Linked DNA regions of Mus musculus: regions 2 and 3 are each linked to region 1. Evidence: chromatin contacts called from public Hi-C data. All regions are on one chromosome and are shown on one strand. The core of a region is the stretch at or near the end of the contact, and the rest is flanking DNA. Distances in the headings are between cores, read along the strand shown. Region 1 has its middle 93 kb from the start of Gm41255. Region 2 overlaps Ghr (growth hormone receptor). Region 3 holds the start of Ccdc152 (coiled-coil domain containing 152).

Region 1 (3,596 bases), core at 131-2,630:
GATTGCTTGGGGATGGTAGTCGGTGTTGTTATTTTAATACAGAGGTATTTAGAGAAATATCCATAAACTTTTATTACGTGTTGAAAAACATAAATTAGAAGACAGTTCGGTAAAATACACATTGGTATTTCTTGTGCTTTGTACCTACAACCCTCTTGAGTCATCTGTCTCAAGCTCTGGGCTGTAATACATCTGCAAACAGCCTGGTTTCATGTTCCACTTGCATTTCTATGATGCTTCCTTTCCTTTCCTTTCCATGCTCACTTCAGATGTCCAGAGTTGCAGTCTCTCCCATAGACTCCTAAAACTCTATTATCTTGCAAGAATGAATGTCAGGTTGCCTTTACTTTTTAAAAAGTCCCTCTGTGTCTCAAACACGGCAGCCTTGTTTTATCTTATGCCACAGTCTAAACCACTCACCTGTCTTTAATACTTTCCACTTATTTGGGAATATCCTCTGTTTCACATTGTCTGATGTTTTCCCCTTCATATCATTCCACTCCATGCCCCATTCAGGAGCACATCTAAACCTGCTCCAGAACAACTCATAGGTATCCGTGTGTATTTGGCCCACGGTGAGAAAGAACACCTTCCAAAACCAGGCACCAGAGAACCACAACAGACTGGCGCAGTGTTTGACTTGCAAATTTCTTCGAAGAAACACTTCATAAAATTCTGGCTGTGAGCTAGAAAGATTCTCTTTTGAAAAGCAATCTAAAAAAAAAAAAAAAAAAAAAAAAGAAAAGCAATCTGTCAGCTGCTGGGTGGCTGCTTGCTATGTGCACTGGAGTATTTTCCCTCAGAAGAAGGCAGTGGGAATCTGATTAGAGGAGAGTAACCAGTGGAGCTACTCAGACCAACCAACTTCCTTTTCTCCCTTCAGTCATATGGAGTAAATAAAGAAACAAAAATTTTCAGTGATTTGGCTAACCCTATTTGTCATCTAAAAGAAACAATTTACAAAAACAAAAACATTGTTTAGACAAAAGAGGGGAAAATGTTGTTTATCTAGGTCACATCGGTTTGACAGCACAGTTGGAGCAGCTGGTGTTTTGGCTAATTTCCCCAAAAGCCAACCACAGAGGGAGCCCAACCCATAGGTAACAAGTCATAGATATGTAAGGCATGATGGAGCTTGTTTGGGGGATTTAGAAGAATGCAGTCAAATGTCATACTACAGATTCCTCTTAACTGGAGAAGCCCGAGGTAGTCTGAGGGCAAATTCAAGTTACTCACAGGAAACATTATACAATATACAAAGACATCCATGGGTGACTCTTGGAAGTGCTTGAGAAAAGCTACAAACTGGGCTCTGCAAAGTGTGCTGCCATTCCTTCTTTCTACACAGTCAAGAGCAAGAGCCCAACAGCCTCCCTCCTTACCGCAGGGCAGGCGGAGGTCACTATGACTCAGGATAGACACTTGCCAATAGGAAAGTGAAAACAGACCCAACCGACCGGATTGCAAAAGCTGAAGGAAATCACACGGCAGAGGGAATAACCAGCAGAATGTAGAGAATTCACCACGTTATCATCAACAGTTTAGCTATAATTGATAGTATCAGGTTAGGGGAAACAGTACAACACAAGACTTCAAACGTTTTCTTCCACAAAAGTCAAATGTTTTGCAAATTAAGTGTCTTTCCTCTGTCTTAGTTGATGCTTGAAGGAAGGAGTGTCAGTGAGTACATTGTAAGTGAATGCCTTCAGCAAAGAGCAACTGGAAATGAAAAGTGCATCTTCGTTATATTTATTTTTTAAAAAATCTTCATGATAAACTAAATGTGATAAAATCGATAATGCCCAGAAATACGTTAGAGATGGATTTCTATGGAACTACTACCAGGGAGTTAATGTGATTGTCAAATATTTAGTTTATTTCCAGAACAAAATCTACTTTTCTGATACGGATTGTTCTTTATGCCTGTTTTCAGTATGCCAAGAGAATTTCCCGAGGACTTGTACACTGAAACTCAGAGGTCTCTGCAGTTTATTTTCTTAAGCTGTTTTACTTTGTATGGTGACATTTCTTAAGACAGATGAGAGCCAATGTTTAATAAGTGGTAAATGGTTATTTCTTTCCCATTTTCCAGGAGTTTATGTGAGAGTTCCTCCTAAATGTCTACTAGAGTTGACCATGCCTTAAGTTATGGAAGGCCTCTCTGTTTTGCATCTTTTCAGTCCATTCTTCTGTTTGGAGAATTTTTACTACTCTGTGTTCATGTTCTTCCTCTGACTTGTCATCTACTGTTAAACCCTAATAATTAGGGCTTTTTGTTTGTTTGTTTGTTTGTTTGTTTGTTTGTTTTAATTTACAATGATGTCTTTGGATAATAATCCAATAATCCCATTTTCTTTGATATTTTCTTAGTTTCCTCAAATAATTTCATGCTTCTTTACAGGTTTAAGCATGCTTCCAAAAATCATTTTGAAGCCCTTATCCAGTAATACCATCATTTCTGTCACATCTGGACTTTCTCATTTTATGCTGCTTGTGGACATTGTAGGATACTACTTTGATGTTAGCCTAAATTTTACTTATTTAAAGACTTTTGATTTGGAGTACATGTGTTAAAATTTGTTGTGAAGTAGTTTAACCTCAGTCTCACCCCTGAGGTAGAACCCTCCTTCCATGTCTATTAAATATCTAGCTCTTTAGTAAGGTCCCAGTCTGGCTACACAGAAGTCAAAAATCTGGAAACTGTTCAGTTTGCAAATCATCTTGAGAGGGTTTTTCATCCTAACACACATATCTTTGTGGTAACCAATAGATGACAGAAAGATTTTTTGATTTCTTCTACGTAATCCCCCGCCCCCTTTTCATTGCTCTGACCCACCCCACTCTAATTTATGACTCTTGGATTCAGGAAACAAAATGCCCAGCTTTTTATTCATTTCTCCTCCCTGAGCTCCAGGACAGAAAGTCCATCCAGGCTGCCTGGACATTCTTCATTTAGTTTCCTTTTCTCCAAGATCTCAGCCAGTGCTACCTTTGGCATAATGTCTAAAAAAATGTTCAAAAAGATATGGTGCCTCATTTGTAGCTGCTTACAGAAGGAAGACAGGGACTGGGTGTAATTTGTCAGAGCTAGAAAATGAGAGACTCTTGCTTGCCTGGTTATATCTGATTTAAACAGTCCTTTATTGTCTCCCTGATACCAGTCAGAAGCTCATGTTCAATAATCATTCTGACCCATAATTCTTTTTCTATCCCACTTTGTTGCAGACTTAGACACAAGGTAGGGAAAGCTTTAAATACCATCACATCTGGCTTTGCAACTCTTCAGTTGATCACAAAATGTTCAATTTATCAGCCCCTATATTTCACCCTTTAAGTATTTTACCTGCTAAGATGATCATTAACAGTGGCTGCCAAGTTTAAGTCTGAAAAAACACTTACTGGATACAAATCTTGAGATGGGACTCACAGGAAAAAATGTATTTTAGCTATTATTCTATCTTTATCCATTCACCCTGTCATAGAAAAATACCTTATGCTGGGTACTTATGAACAATAAATGTTTATTGCATAAGATTTTAGAGGCCGGGAAGTGAAAGATCAAAGAGCTAAAGATTTGGCCCTCTGTAGTTCATTCT
Region 2 (3,296 bases), core at 192-2,691, 270 kb before region 1:
CTGCCCAGTACTCAACACAAAACTTCTTTACAGTGGTCACCGTAAACACTTTCTACATCAGCTGACTATACTTGCTTATGAAAAATTAGGGCATTAGTCTTTTTACACAAGCACTTAAAAGACAGCTTCCCTTGGTTTCATACTTTGTATTCTAAAGAGAAACAAAGAAATTAAAATAAAATGAATCCTGAAATTATATCCATTGTTTACATAAAATGTTTGTTAATTGCCTACTCTAAACAAAATCATTTATTAGATGCTATATATGCATGAAATATTTACAGCCAGGAGATGAGACCACAAGGATCTCATAGCTGAAAACTGAAGGTCAATGCTGATTATCACAATACATAATTTTCAGAATATCTATTATTTGGTATCCATAATGCTTGCATAATTAATGAGCATTTTAAATCCTTATCATGGATTGCTTCTAAACCACAAATTTATGATAAAACCTGGATGATAGAAGCCAGGATTTCCATTGGGCAATGGGTTAATCTTCTATAGAGACTCATGGAAATGGTTTCTTTCTTACTGTGGCTCTTAAGGGACAGCTATCATCCTTTTCTAATTAGATTAATTAGTTCCTTTTTAACCATGTCACTAGGTTTTCCTGTGTGCATGTGTGGGAGGAGACAGACAGACAGGCAGGCAGGCAGGCAGACACACAGACAGACAGACAGAGAGACAGAGATAGAGATAGAGATAGAGATAGAGATAGAGATAGAGATAGAGATAGAGATAGAGAATGACAGGAGAAGCAAATGGCAAATGACATGAGGTGTGCTAGGGAAGAGGCTCTAGTTCATAGAGAAAATAAATTTTACTATTAGAGATGCGTTCATTTGGATGAAGAATGATCTTCTATTAAAATGTGCTCACCCTTGAGAGAACTATCATATTCAGAATTCCCAGGTCATCATACCTCAAAATAAATGAGGTCACTTGATTCTGCTCAGCCAGCAGCTAAGATTGAAAAGGTCTTGAAGTAGATGGCATAGGTCAAGGTGCAGAGTTATTTTGGCAAGGGCAGGCCTGGTGAAGAAGCTGCAGAGGAGAGGCCAGACAAGAGATAGTGGGAGGGTGCTGAATTGGATGGATGAGCACAGGGCATAGTAATGGGATAAGGAGCTTCAAAGAGCTCTGAAAGCCTTTGGTACAGAAAAACAACCTTCTCATGGCTAACTCTGGAGCATATCTAAGATATACTGGAACATTCCTTGTCATGATTTCGAAGCTCCTTTTTTTACCTCCCACTCTTTCTGGTTGCATCTATGTAAACACATTTCTGTTTTAGAAGTCAAACAGTTCAAAATTTAAACATCCCATTCTCTGGTTCTAAAGGAGATATCCATTCTGAAGAATGACAGGACGGAGTCCATGAAAGCTGGATGCCTCACATGGGGTCAAGAGTTCACTTCCTGGACCTAGCTGCTTTAACCAGAGGCGCCTTCCCTATTTCTGGGCACTCTTGATACTGTCAGCAGCTGGTACGGCTCCCACAGACAACCCTTGACAACATCACAGCTGTTTCCTCTCCTGCCAAAGCCACTTAAACTCCCAGAGTTCCCTGCATTCTTTTCTATCAGCTGGAGCAGAGGGTAGATGGTTGGATTCAAGTGCTTTTCGTCACGATTGCAGAAATGTACATTTGCTTAATGTGGAATGCTTTCTCACGGTGCCCTCTTTGAGGGACTCTGAGGTGGGCGGCCAACAGAGCATTCTCGCCTGCTAGCATTTTCCTGGGCAGAACTGAAAAGCAAGTTGCTAGGCTCACATCAGGAAAAGCAACCTTAGCTCTGGAACCCATAGAGCTGGATAAAGAAATCCAATAGGAAAGAAAGAGGAGTGCTCATTTTCCTTTTGCTATGGATGGCCACAGCAGATCTGGTCACACATACCATGGTTCTGTGTCTGCAGTTTTGTTAGCAGTCACCCTCTAGAACACCAATAAGTATGAGTCTATGTATCGGTATAAGTAACACTGCTTAGTGTCATAATTAACTCTTTTTATGCTGGTCTATGGTTACATTTGTCTCAGCAGAATTCAAATAAAAAATTGATGGAATCACCGATTATAATAGAACTCTATTTATCATTCTTTATTTGCAGTCTGGATATGTGATTAAAAAAAAAAAAAGCCCAGAAGGTCTATGTTCATTTTTGGAAAGACAATAGCTCTTGAATAGCAAATGATTTCCAGAATCTTAATTTGTATCTCTATCATGCCGCTGACATTGTAGCCTTCCCCATGCCACAAGAAAGCCCACTGAGAGGAAAAAAAATATCTAGAATTTATCTCTTGTAGCTGGTTAGAAAATACCAATTTTAAACACTCTTCTCCACAGAAATTCCTCTCCTTGTTTCTAACTTTAATCTTAGGTCTCTAAATGTCTACAGATAGACTATTCTGGAATAGATTTTCATTATTTGAAACCCTCATGCTTACAAGTAAAACTGGCCTGTAGCTTTTACTCTAAGGGCTTGGCATGGGTTCAGAGCAGAATAGTGGATCCACATAGTACTGGCTCAGCTGAAAGCAAGGGTGAGGAGGGCTTTGCCTCTTTTCTCACCTTTCCAGTGTCCACCTCCAGCCTTACTTTAGTGAAGCTAGGCTGATGCCAGCAGGCAAGGCAGCATGTTCCCAAGTAACATTTGTGGTCAGGAGAATCACATCATTAGTGATGCCTAACTTCCCAATTACCTCCTTTTGACTTGGTCCCAGAGCCATGCACAAGTGTTTTCTCATCCTCCATCTGGCCTTCTCTGGCTCTGACTCACTCATTATCACCCTTCTCCACTTGAACCCAACGGACTTCGTTTGGTGGATCTTGCCAAGTAATGATAGCGAATGAAATAAAATTTGCTTATCTAAGTTAGATCCAGATTGCAAGTTTTAAGGCTTGTTATTTATTCCAAATATAGCCCAAGGATTGTTTTCTACCTTCAGTCTTACAAATGGGTGGTACCTCAGTCTACATATTATACAAATGACATTTTAGATACTCAGTGTACACTGGATAGACAAAGACCAAGTTAATACTGATGTCTCTCTCCCTCTCTCACACACACCCCATTCACATGCTTTATAGGCTATTGTTAAAATAAAATCTGGCTCAATCCATTTTTCAAAGACTTTCTATTTAAAAGGCCTAAGTTATCAGCTGAGATAAATGTAATCTCTTCTCATAAAAACTCTAAAATTATATGAAAAGAAAACTATTCAACACAGGGGGGGAAAGGCTAACAAGAAAATGTTGTTTTAAAATAGATTTATCATGTACTTTATTGTT
Region 3 (3,518 bases), core at 919-3,418, 400 kb before region 1:
ACCCTCACTCCTGCCAAATTTTCTGTAAACATATCTAAAATTTGTGTGGTTATGTGTGTATGTATATTATATTACAATATTATATATTGTATAAAATTATTTGTTTATATTTAATAAAATAAATGACTGCATTATTAGATTTATTATAATCTATTATCTCAATTACATATAATACATATATAATTAATATAATATATAATTATATCATAATGATTATGTTGTCTTTGCCTTTCAAAAACATTACGGATTTAAAATCTGATATATTATCCAATTTGAGGTATAACTTTTAAAGGTAAGCATTCTCACTTAATATGCTAAACATGCTTGTTTAAGAGTTATCACACACATATTCTGTTAATCTGCTTGTGTTTTATATTTTGTTTAGTAAATAAATGATACATAGAAAATAAAGTACTCACAAAATATTACTTTTTTGTATGCTTTTGGGATTACATAAAAGCATACACATAAAGCTTCCGGGTGGATATGAGTAATGTTTAGTAACTGCTGAAATAAAGAGCAAGTTTCAAGTTTAACTCTGGAACCAATCATAAAAATGTTTCAGAATCCCAGAGGTGGATTCATCCACAGGATGGGGAAACCGAATGTAACCAGCATTTACATGTGGGCGTGTGAAGGTGTCTTACTAGAACCAAGATTAATACAATATCAAAGTGTGAAATACTTGGCATTACATTTTTCTCACATAAAAAAAAAAAGGTGGTGAAATACAGTTTTGAAACTCAGCTATTCTAGATTTGGGAAAAAAGACCACAAGGCCATGTATTGGATGTTAACTAGTCCAAAATAAATGGTATTCAAAATACTTTTTTTGTGGTCATATTCTTGTCAAACTGGACACTGCCTGACATTACTCTGTCAAGAAATTCCACTTTCTTCTTTTTATGTTACTTGACTGTAGCAGCTTTTAATCGTTTTGAAATCTGAATTTTGGTTATGTACTTCCAGTTTAGTGAAACACTTGCAATTCTGTATTGCATATCAGTAAAATTATATTTCAAAAACCTCAGTAAAAACTTGTTCCTTCTGGTAGAAAAATAATCATAATAGACAACCCCCATAACAAAACAGTTTCATTCTTTGTTGAACAAAGTTAAAAAAAAAAAAACACTAATTGATATTGTTACTTAAACTAGAGGATAATCTGAAGTATTTAAAAATCTCCTTTTCTCCTTTTTAGTTCCTAACGTTTTAAATAATTTTAAAAAACGAATTCTGTCTTAGACCCAGATTCCTGAATCAAATGCATTTTAATTTGAGTCTGAATCTTCTCCAGCTGTTTTTCTTCATAGAATATATATATATATATATATACATATATATATATATATATATATATATATATATATATATATATATATATATATATACACCTTGTAACTAAAGCTAAGGATGTTGCTCAGTGGAAGTACATTTGCTTTCCAAGTGCGCCCCCCCTCTCTCTGTGTATTCGTGTGTGTCTGTGTGTGTGTGTGTGTGTGGGGGGGGTGATGGGGGGGTAGTCTGGTATTCATGGAGATCGTCCTGTCTCTGCCTCCTGAATGCTGGGATCGAAGACATGCATCACCACCACCCGGTCATTTCTGCATGTCTTAATTGCCCTCTTCTCCCAATTTCCTAGGTTCAAATTCTTTCAATGAATTTGGTTTTGCCTAGAGAAACTCGGCAACAAGTTAGTGATTCAGTGCTTACTGAGTTCTCTACTTATATGGCGTTCAAGGCTCAGTCTCCACCATGTCCACTGGCAAGAGATAGTTTCATTTCCTTCTTCAGCTCGGTGGCTGTTGACGTGGGCATCCCAGGGCTTGACTTCTCTCCAGCCCCACTCAGTTGGGCCCTGGCACTCATAGGTGCCAGGAGTGGGGCTCAGCTTGTTCCCTGTTCTTTCTTCTGAGCTCTCCGAGGCTTTACTCTCAGACCCTGGGGCTAAGGCCCACCATGGCGTTCCGCTGTCCTCTGAGGCCCAACAGACGCGCAGGGGTGTGGGCAAGGGGCTCCGGTGTGAGAGGAGTGGGTAGGATAAAACTGCAGGAATCCAGGACACTTCAAGGAGGTGTCAGGAAAAGAATCGATGGAAAACTGGGATTCGAATCTCCAGGGAAGAGCTTGGAACGTACCTGCTGCCAAGGCGCGACATCCAGTCTCCAGCAAAGTCCTTCGGGTGCGGGTAGCTGGTCCGTTTCAGATTTTAGTCCTCTTCCGGGTGGGAAGCAGGGTCCCCCACCTCTGGGTCCGCCGTTCTCCTTGGCCGGTCAGCACCCTCTCCTAGAGAATACCTTAGAGCCCCACCAATTTACATCCTCCTAGGTGCTTTCATGGATTTCTTAGACCACAGAACAACACTCAGCCACTGCCAGACTAATCACTGTTTTGGCAACTTAAGAATGAACCAGCTTTGCTTGGTTTATACATCAGCACAATTAAATAAATAAGAACCCATATTCATCCCAGTGGTTTATAAGCCCTTTAAAGTACCAGATTCAATTATTTGATAGTTTCATGTCTATTCTCTTACTGATTTAGTGATTCAGGGCATGGACTATAATGTAAGTTCTACCAATGTCTTTGTCTTGGGCAACCTAATTTTTTTTGTGTGTCCCAGCTTTTTATCCATATAGTATCATTAATAAAAATTTCTACTCATTAAGGTTGTTCTACCAATTAAATGAATTTATCACTTAAAACATGATAGGGTCTCTTGCTTCAAGTGTTCAAAAATTATCATAATTTCCAATGTTGTCCTGTAGTAGCTGAAATGTATCTGCTGAAAAGGTATTTGAATGAGAAATAAAAACTTAAATTTCATTAATTTGATTTTTCTATAGAATTAATTTTTTCAGGCACAGGAATGTAAACAGTAATAGGATTATTCATATTTCATTATTTGAAAGTTTAAGGTATAGCAAAGTATTAGAACTGGATCCAAGTGGAGAATTTGAGTCCCCACTGCGTGTTCAAGTTTTCTTTAGCATTGGTACCAACGCATAGATAGGGATTTGAAAAACAAATAGATGAAGGAACTGGACAGTAGAGGGGTAAGAATTTCCCGGTATCATGGCTGATCTGAAAGGATTCACCACCGGAGGAATCAGATTTTAATAAGACTTGAAAGATTAGGTTTTAGTTGTTGCACCCGGAGATTGAATTACCATTGCTTCTGGGGGGAAAAAAAAGAAAGAAAGAAAAAAAAAGATGAGATTCTTTACATGCTCATCAGGAATACTGGTCTGTAATTTTCTTTCATTCGTTGTGTTTTTACGTGGTTTGAGCATTAGAGAAATGCTGCTTCATAAAAGGAGTTGGTAATACTCTGCCTCTTCCTTTCTCTCTCTCTCTCTCTCTCTCTCTCTCTCTCTCTCTCTCTCTCTCCCTTCCTTCCTTCCTTCCTTCCTTCCTTCTTCTTTCTTTCTTTATAACTTAAGAATATATTCCTTTTTTGTGTGTGTCTTTGATGGGCTGGTTGAAGTTGTTGATCATTTCTTGGTTTAAATTTGATG

The links. Hi-C and Micro-C count contacts between places; a contact is called where the count stands out from the background.
Region 2: a Hi-C map of myocytes shows a contact between it and region 1, with 2.6 times the contacts expected there. The contact joins two enhancer-like sites. A contact is called at or near these places in 4 of 484 Hi-C or Micro-C datasets (the C2C12 cell line, adipose-derived mesenchymal stem cells, embryonic fibroblasts and 1 more).
Region 3: a contact with region 1 is called in a Hi-C map of embryonic fibroblasts, with 3 times the contacts expected there. The contact joins the promoter of Ccdc152 here to the enhancer-like site in region 1. A contact is called at or near these places in 2 of 39 promoter capture datasets (hippocampal neurons and maxillary cranial neural crest) and 2 of 484 Hi-C or Micro-C datasets (adipose-derived mesenchymal stem cells and embryonic fibroblasts).

The regions. Positions count from the first base shown.
Region 1 is chr15:3,706,476-3,710,071 of GRCm38.p6, forward strand. No RefSeq gene overlaps it. Among named protein-coding and RNA genes, the nearest start is that of Gm41255, 93 kb to the left of the region's middle. Within about 2 kb of position 1,381, at least 69 of the 459 cell types and tissues checked have an H3K27ac peak or open chromatin away from gene starts, as enhancers often do. A contact at or near this core is called in adipose-derived mesenchymal stem cells, embryonic fibroblasts and myocytes, where this site is marked.
Region 2 is chr15:3,431,955-3,435,250 of GRCm38.p6, forward strand. The region is part of intron 2 of Ghr (growth hormone receptor); the gene reads right to left. Among named protein-coding and RNA genes, the nearest start is that of Ccdc152, 130 kb to the left of the region's middle. Within about 2 kb of position 1,442, at least 41 of the 459 cell types and tissues checked have an H3K27ac peak or open chromatin away from gene starts, as enhancers often do. A contact at or near this core is called in myocytes, where this site is marked.
Region 3 is chr15:3,301,358-3,304,875 of GRCm38.p6, forward strand. It overlaps Ccdc152 (coiled-coil domain containing 152), which reads right to left and starts at 2,169. Exons shown (of 9, transcript NM_001166063.3): 1 at 2,139-2,169. All of the region lies in intron 3 of Gm41254 (a long non-coding RNA gene), which reads left to right.